Linked DNA regions of Mus musculus: region 1 is linked to region 2. A link is a contact called in public promoter capture Hi-C data. All regions are on one chromosome and are shown on one strand. The core of a region is the stretch at or near the end of the contact, and the rest is flanking DNA. Distances in the headings are between cores, read along the strand shown. Region 1 holds the start of Lrrn4 (leucine rich repeat neuronal 4). Region 2 holds the start of Cds2 (CDP-diacylglycerol synthase (phosphatidate cytidylyltransferase) 2).

Evidence for each region. Promoter capture Hi-C pulls out the DNA fragments that hold promoters and counts their contacts.
Region 1: a contact with region 2 is called in a promoter capture Hi-C map of the HPC-7 cell line. The contact joins the promoter of Lrrn4 here to the promoter of Cds2 in region 2. A contact is called at or near these places in 7 of 39 promoter capture datasets (the C10 cell line, the HPC-7 cell line, cranial neural crest and 4 more), 1 of 484 Hi-C or Micro-C datasets (liver) and 7 of 115 datasets of contacts at active chromatin or transcription factors (the SCID.adh cell line, embryonic midbrain, hepatocytes and 4 more).

Annotation. Positions count from the first base shown.
Region 1 is chr2:132,878,275-132,882,306 of GRCm38.p6, reverse strand. It overlaps Lrrn4 (leucine rich repeat neuronal 4), which reads left to right and starts at 1,445. Exons shown (of 5, transcript NM_177303.4): 1 at 1,445-1,513; 2 at 2,392-3,072. The coding sequence starts at 2,412.
Region 2 is chr2:132,260,799-132,264,926 of GRCm38.p6, reverse strand. Cds2 (CDP-diacylglycerol synthase (phosphatidate cytidylyltransferase) 2) reads right to left here and starts at 1,779. Exons shown (of 13, transcript NM_138651.7): 1 at 1,430-1,779. The coding sequence starts at 1,483. It overlaps Gm46766 (a long non-coding RNA gene), which reads right to left and starts at 1,423. Exons shown (of 2, transcript XR_001783482.2): 1 at 1,187-1,423.

The DNA of each region.
Region 1 (4,032 bases), core at 196-2,695, 620 kb before region 2:
GTCACCTTTTCCTATGCTCCTGCAGTGCTACAAGAGAAAGGACTGCAACAGAGTTCTTCGGTGTCCCTGAAAAGCTCCCAAGTGCCATACAGTGGCACTTCCTCATCCTACTATGCCCAAGAAGTCAGCTCATAGACAAAAGGAGACTTTCTAAATATTTTAGTGTCTTAAGTGATATGGATTTATCTGAGTAGCTAAGAACGGTTATCTTACGAGGAAATACACTGGGTCCACTGAGAGCAACAGAACACCTTTTGGTTCAGAATACCCAGATGGCTCACCCATCATCTGCTCCAGAGCCCAGTCAACTCGGGACTTTGGTTTCCTTATCATGGGATTGTGGGCAGTACCTTGAGAAGATTCGATGAGAGAATGCTTATGAACCTGGGATCTAGCAGTGACCCTGACTAAGACAACGTCTTTTCCTCCTTGTGGTCTATCTAAACAGGGTACTTATATTTTAATGGGTTCTGGTCCTTCTTATCTGGTGTCTCCAACTGAAATCAGCTACCCATGCTGACTTCAGTGGAGGCAATGGCTTGACCAGGATGAACAGAGCATATTTAATATTGAGAGAAGTCTGAGGCTTTGATTCTTGGGTATGCAACTCTGTCCAAAGCATTGAGGATTTCATGGCTGGGCCACAGGAGCCAGTCTCCATCCCCTTCCCTTTTCCATCTTTTCCTGGTCTTCTACACCTCCCTCTCACCCATCCCTCCCTCCCTGATCAACCAGTGGTGTCGGGTTTCTACCACCAGGGCCAGGACCCAGACCTCCTGGCCGCTTCCCTACAGAGAGCACTGAGCAGACTCCCCTTAACCTGGCTCAGGCCGAGGAATGCTTCTAACCAGGTCTCAGCCAGCCTAGACCGAAACACTTATCTTTGAGACACTGCATAAAGAGGACATCAAATGAAACCACCAGGGACTAGTAATCTCATCAGACCAGTTTGAAAGGTTCCTGGGACTTCTCAGAGATGCCCAAAGATAAGCGCTGACAGGGGGAAAAACTGGAGGCTCTGGTCCCAGGGTCTATATACAAAGAACTGAGGACAATAGCCCAGCATGCTCCCAGTCGTCCTGGTGGGCCTGGGATGGCTGGAATCACCTAGAAGGGAGACTAAGATTCCTGTGAGGTGAGCGTGCTGCTTTACTGAGTACTGCTCTTCCTGCTGGCTTCTTTTCTCAAGCTTGGGAGAAGTTTAGCAAAGAAAGAGGACGGGGAGGAGTGGGGGTGGGGCTGGAGCTGGGAATGCCAGGTCTATGGAAAGAGAGGCCTGAGGCGAGAGGGAGGAAGGGGGATAGAAAACAACAGAATTCTTGGTGGGGAAGGAGGGGCTTCGGGGCAGGAGTGTCTCAAGCTCCTCCTGGATGGAGCTGGAGGAGGGGCAGCCGGGAACCTGGCTTCTTCCCTCTGACATTCAGAGCTGACCCGGGAGGTCACTGGTTCCTACAGTATTCCAAAGACTGAGGACCTAAAAGGGCGCGCCACATCCCACTGGGACAGCTGCCTGGTAAGTATGGCATACTACAGGATACATTAGCACCTGGCTCCAATTCCCAGCAACGTTCTCATCACTTTAACTCCCTACTAAGAGGGGAGCCTTGCCCTAGGAGCCTTAATGGTGGCTCACTGTTCATATCAGTGTTCAGCAGGGAGCCAGGGTGGGAATCTGCAGTAATGTGGGCTATCAGACAGTGACTTCCTGCCCTGCACAGCTAACAGGGCTGGGCAATCAATCCCTCCTGCAAAGGGCTGACACCCAGTGCTGGCTTCTGTTAGAACCTATCTGGGACCAGGATCCCAAATCTTGCGGGTGTCTAGGGCTCCTATCTTCTTCTGAAGGCAACCCTGAGCTTCTCTTAAGAAAGAGACACCAGAAGTGGCAGGACCCTTGTATTATGAAAAGTTAGCCAGATGATGGTTTCTAGGTACAACTAAATCTTCCTTGAGTCCATACTTTTAATCTCAGCAGAGGTTTAGTCTGGATGTGTTCACGGTTAGAACGAAGCTGCTTAACCTGGGGTGGGGGAAGTGGGGGGGGGGGTGTTACAGAGGAAGAGAAAACAACCTTCTCTCGAAAACTCAGAGAAGGAGCACACGGAAGCATGAGGGCGGGGGTCTTGGAAGAGTCAGGCCAGGCATGGAAAAGACAGGGAAGACTCCTGCTGGAAAAGCAAGGACAAGCAGGTGTGTGATGGATCTTGCACCAGAGATGAGGAAAACGCTCGTCTCCACCTGCTCACTGACAGAAACGAGGTGGGGGTGGGGACGAGGGTGAGGGTGGGGATGAGGGTGGGGGTTACTTCCTCCCCGGACACACACACACACTACAGGAACTTTGTGTGCCTTTCGTTCGGGGCTTCCTCTGAAACCATGGGCCCTCTGTAGTCTTTCCCTAGAGACTTGACATGCGGTGGACGCTGATGCTGCAGCTGCTGCAGCTCCTGCTACAACTGCTGATGGCGCAGAGCCAGAGCCTGGAAAGGATCTCCCAGGACCGGATCCCCCTCTTCCGACTCACTCAGCAGGGAGACTGGGACAGCCTCGACCGCCACCCTACCGACTCTCTCTGTGTAGGACTCCCCGCCGCGGGAGTCACCACTCTGAACTTGGCGAACCGCAGCCTGGAGAGCCTGCCTAGCTGCCTGCCGCGCACGCTGCGCAGCCTCGATGGCAGCCACAACCTGCTGCGCGCCCTTAGCGAGCCTGTGCTCGGCCGCCTGCCCGAGCTGCGCGTACTCACGCTGCACCACAACCGCATCTCCGTGCTACACTGGGGCCGTGACACGCTGGCCGAGCTGCGTGAGCTCGACCTCAGTCACAACCTGCTGACCGAGCTGCCGCCCTGCGCGGGGCCCTCGGGGAGCAGCCTGCGCTCGCTGGCGCTGGCCGGGAACCCACTGCGAGCGCTGCTGCCACGGACCTTTGCATGCTTCCCAGCGCTGCGGCTTCTCAACCTCTCCTGCAGCGAGCTGGGCCACATCGCCCAGGAGGCATTCGCGGGGGTGGACGGTGGGCCCCTGGCGGCACTGGAGCTCTTGGATCTGAGCGGCACGAGCCTAGAAAGAGGTGAGAACCGTGTGAGGGCTACACATGTGCCTTTGGGGAGGTTGGAGATTAGGGTTGCGCTCTTCTAGAGGTGGCCCCAGAAACCATCCGCGTGTGCCCAAAGTGCTCCACAATCACAGAACTGCTGATAATCTCCAGATTATATATGAGGAAACCAAGGCAGAGAATGGTGGCGTGACTTTACCAAAGTCTCAAAGGTCTAGCGTGCCTAATGTCCCCAGATCCAAGCCCAAACATTTCACAGGCAGATCTCAACATCTTAGCCACTGCCACTGCGTTCTGGCTAGATGAACGCTATGGAATGACGAGGCGAAGTTATCATTGTGGCCCTTGACAGACGAACTTAGCCTCAAGCATGCTGAGGAATTCATTGATTCCACTGTCCCACCACCCTCATTGTTTCTTTGGATGTTGGATCCTTTCAACGGAATGTAGGAGGGAGATGTCTTTGATTCAAGAGCACGATTTTATTGGTCTTTAAAGATACCTCATGTGTCTATAACCAGTGTTCATCACAGCCGTGAGAGGAAGAGTGGCAGGGGGCTAGAGAGAACGAGGAATTCAGAAAAGGGGATGTTTTCCATATATTGGGAAATTACAAAAATTGAGTTCCTGGCCCCGCCTCCAACCCTGTGCCCTCTTGTCCTTTCTTATGTTCCTCGAAAGCTCTCAGCTCTTGGGAGGCATTAGAACTAAGTCTGGCTACTTTGCAAGTGGAGTTTAACCAGAGGCTGTGACAACAGCAGGCTTGGAGATAATGTCCTGGGTACAGACTCACACCTGCTGTGAGTTGTCCATTGCTTCTTTGTAATCTTAACCAACCTGGGCTGTGAGAAGGATTAGGTAGAGCTGAGAAAGAGCCTTTCCAGCTGCCCTACCAGTGACCCCACCCCCAACCCCATCACTCACTTCTTTATTGCTGGTTCTGGTCCCCTGGGTCACTTATTTCCTTATTGCTGG
Region 2 (4,128 bases), core at 530-3,029:
CAATCCACTATCCTCGGGGAAGATTAGCGATTTCTAAGTATTGTCTTTGCAAGGTACTCCTCAAATCTGGACCTCAGCCCTAGACCTTCTCCAAAGGAAGAGAGTTCTCCTCTGATGACCCACTGTCTACAACTGTAACAGAGTTGTTTAAACCCTTTATCTTTCATCTGAACTATTCTTCCTAGTAAAATTACTGTTGGCATACTGACCCTAAGGCTTACGCTTGTTTCCTTCCTGATGTTCTAACCAATTCAAACACAGTAAAAAGGTACAAGCTGGCTAGGGGGCTAGTGCCTTTATACAGCACAGGATAGGCAGAGGTGGAGGAGGTCCAAACTAGCTAGCAGGGCTTCCTAGAGAGATTCTATCTAAAACAAAAGTTCTGATGTCAAACGTGGGTGCTTAGGCTTGATGCTGTTTCCTTAAACAGCATTGGGGGGTGGGGTGCCTTTAGTCCCAGCACTCAGAAGGATCTCTGGGATGGAGGCCAGCCTGATCTACAGATCAAGTTCCAGGACAGCCAGGGCTACAAAGAGAAACCCAGTCTCGAACAAGCAAACAAAGATACTAAACTCTGTCAACTATTAATCAGGGGAAACGCGGCATATCCTCCTCCTTTATTGAAGACAGGCTAGAAACAGACCTTCAACGGAACCCTTATTTCCGTATCAGCACGCAGGCCTACGTACGAGAGCTTCTGCAGGTCACAAGCTGACAATCTCTGACTTAACCAGTCTCCATCATTCTGGTCCAGGCTACCTCAGCCGGTTCTACTCATCACTCACTGATCCGAACCACAAATACGGTCCGTCATTCAATGTCCACAGTAAAACAACCACCCTCCACCTTTCTCAACTTCACACAAACCTCGCACTTTCAACCAAAGGAGCGCCCCCACATTGGCTGTGTCCCTGCCAAAATGGCCTCCTCCTTACCTTCCTCCTTTACCCCATCAATGCCCACACTTGGCGCAGTAAACAAACCCACCATTGGGAGCACACACCTGCTCACTAACCCGCCCTCTCACGGAGTGGATCAAGACTCCTCTCTGATAGAACCAACAGATTTAATGTTTTAATCAAGTTCAAAAGAAGGTTTTAATCTCCCAGGAGACAAATGCTATGGCCTGAGTCCTCCCCCATTCCCCAATCAACAGCAATACTTGTAAAGCAAGCGGTGAGCCTACATCGCGCTCTCCGGGCCCCAAGCAAGGTCTGTGGGGTGTCCAGCGTCCACATCGGGAAGGCCTAGGGAAGGCGAAGACCCTCCAGAGCTCACGCGCTACTCCCCGCGCCCGCAGACCGCTGTCCCCACAAGCAAAAGACACCCGCCGACCCTCTGCGCAACCCAGGCCTGGTACCCAGGGCCGCGATAAAGGTCAGAGGGCGAGGCTGCCGGCGCGCCCCTCCGCACTTAACGATGCCTCTACCTTGTCCTCCGGAGGTGCGTCCTCGCGGACAACCCTCTGCCGTAGTTCGGTCATGCTGGGGACCCCGGCGCGACGTCACCCCGAGTGAGCAGCACGGTGGCCGCGGGGGTCGGCTCAGTGAGCACGGGCTCTCGGCGGGCCCGAGCACCTCGCAGCCCCACCGTGCCTCGCACAGCCCCTGCAGCAGCGCCACTAGCCCCGAGCCCGGCCCCGCCCAGCACCGCTGCCGCCGCCCTTGCCCGGAGAGCGGAGCCGCTGTTTCCCCAGCGGCCGCTCGCTCCTCCTCCCGGGAAGCTGCGAGCCAGCGCGCACGCGCACTGCCGCCATCTCCGCCTGGAACCCCAGACGCCAGGAGGCGGGGCAGCCTGGCGGGGGTGGGGGCGTGAGCGGAGTTCGAGACACTCATTGGACAAAACCTAGAGGGGGCGGGAGAAAAAGAGCAGAGTGAACCAATGGGGTCCTTGCGTCCTACCGCAAGTCCCCGCGCGCGAGTGCTGGGTCCAGAAGGTAACCTGTTACCGGGGGACAACAGCGCCTCGTAGCGGCCTAGACTTGCTGCTCTCAGCTTGGGAGTCCAAACGAAGAGACCAGGTGGACCTCTGAACATCATAGCAGGAGGTGAAACCTGTTTCAGCTCACTTTGCCTTGCCAAGCCATGGTCGCTGGTAACTTAGTGAGCACTGATTCTGTCTAAGCACCGAACTCAGAAATAGTCTCGTCCCAATCACACACCTTTTTTGTTCACAGCACTCCAGAGACAAAGGCAAGTGGATCTGATCTATGTAACCTGTTCCACTGCTACTGAGACCCTGTATCAAAAAACAAACAACCACAACAAAAAACACTTAGAAATGGATATGATATCTGCAAGTAACATCATCCAAGATATTGCTTGTCTTAAGTTTTTGTCTTGTTTTGTGCTGAAGGTAGAACTCAGGACCTATGGGCTAGCGAGATGGTTCAGTGGGTAAGAACACTGACTGCTCTTCCAAAGGTCCTGAGTTCAAATCCCAGCAACCACATGGTGACTCACAACCACCCGTAATGAGATCTTACGCCCTCTTCTGGTGTATCAGAAGTCAGCTACAGTGTACTCATGTATAAAAATAAATCGTTCAAAAAAAAAAAAAAACCCTCAGGTTTGGCTCTTGTTAACCACAACTTCTGTGAGTAAGTTAACACCCACATCTAATTCTTTGAAAACCTTTGGGCTGAAAGGAATGTTTCCTATGGAGCCCCTCCCTCTATTCCTGACCTAGTTTAAGCATTTAGCCAGCAGCTACAAGGGTACGAGTAAGAATTAGAACTCAGACGTTTGTTACCACGCTGTAACCAATGTTCACATATGCTGCCTGAATTCAGTATTATGGGTGCTGTTCCAGCATTGTTCTCATGCAAAACAGGGCTCCCAGTCCTTAGCCAGATTGCAATCTCAAAGAAGTCTTCCACACCAAGGGTCAGGTTCCTTTTAGAGATTTTGACCAGAGCTGTGAGTTTTCAGAAAATAGGAAGAGTTCTGAAAAAGACTTACATTCTCAAATTCTTGTTATGATGTTTCAAATTAACAGCAAAATACTTAGACAAACTTCAGCCCTCTGGTCTTTGCATTTTATTTGCTATTTAACAGCTTTGCACAAATGCTTGGGTGCTCTTGTTCCTCTACTGGTGTTTGCTGGTTTTGTTGGGTTTGGGTTTTTGCTTTGTTCTGTTAGAAATAAATACCTTTTGAAGCCAGACTTTGGCTACTTTGTGGGCTTTTTTCTTTCTTCTACCCTTCTCCACCCTCTTCTTCCACCCTTTCAACACCCTATCACTATGTAGGAAAGGAAAAGAAAAAGGATAGAGGTGAAGGGTGGTGATAATATCATGTGACTATTTTCTGATAATTAAGGGCGTCAAGTTCCTTGGAGCAAGTTTGAGACCAGAATACATGGCTAGAGAAATGGTTCAATGGTTAGGCGCACTTATTGCTCTTGCAGAGGAAGGAGGTTTGGTTCTCAGCACCCATACAGGACGAACTGCCCATAATTCTGGTTCCAAGGGACTCAAGTCCCTCCTCTGGCCTCTAGGATCGTCTGCAATTACATGGTACACGTGTACACGTAACTCATACAGTCACATGCATACAAAAAATAAAATAAAATATTATCTTTAAAAATAATACAGGACTGGAGAGATGGCTCAGTGACTAGGAGAGCTGGCTGTTCTTCCAGAGGACCTGAGCTAAATTCTCAGCCACACATGGGAGCCCGTAACTGTCTGAGACTACAGTCCTAGGGGATTCAACCTCCTCGTCTAGCCTCTGAGGGCACCAGCTACACACATAGTGCACAGATGCACATAGAGACAAAACACCCACACACAGAAATAAACCAAGACCTGGAAATCAATCGATATAAATCAGAGTCATGAAACTCGATGAGGTGTGTACTCAGTGAGATAATGCCTTCCGACTCGGCCTGAACAAGGTTCTCACTTAGCATCATCAAACCTAACTGAGCGCAAACCAAATGCATCCCTAAAATCAGTGTGGTAGGGAGCAGGACTCCATTAACCGGACATTCTAGAAACCATGCTAATAGCACTTCAACTTTAATGCCTCGCCTTCAATAGCAGAAAGAAAAGTAAAAAATGTTCCTGTCATCCTTCATGTGCTTCCTCTGTTCCTTGGGGTTGGTTCTCATTGGTTGGTTCTCATT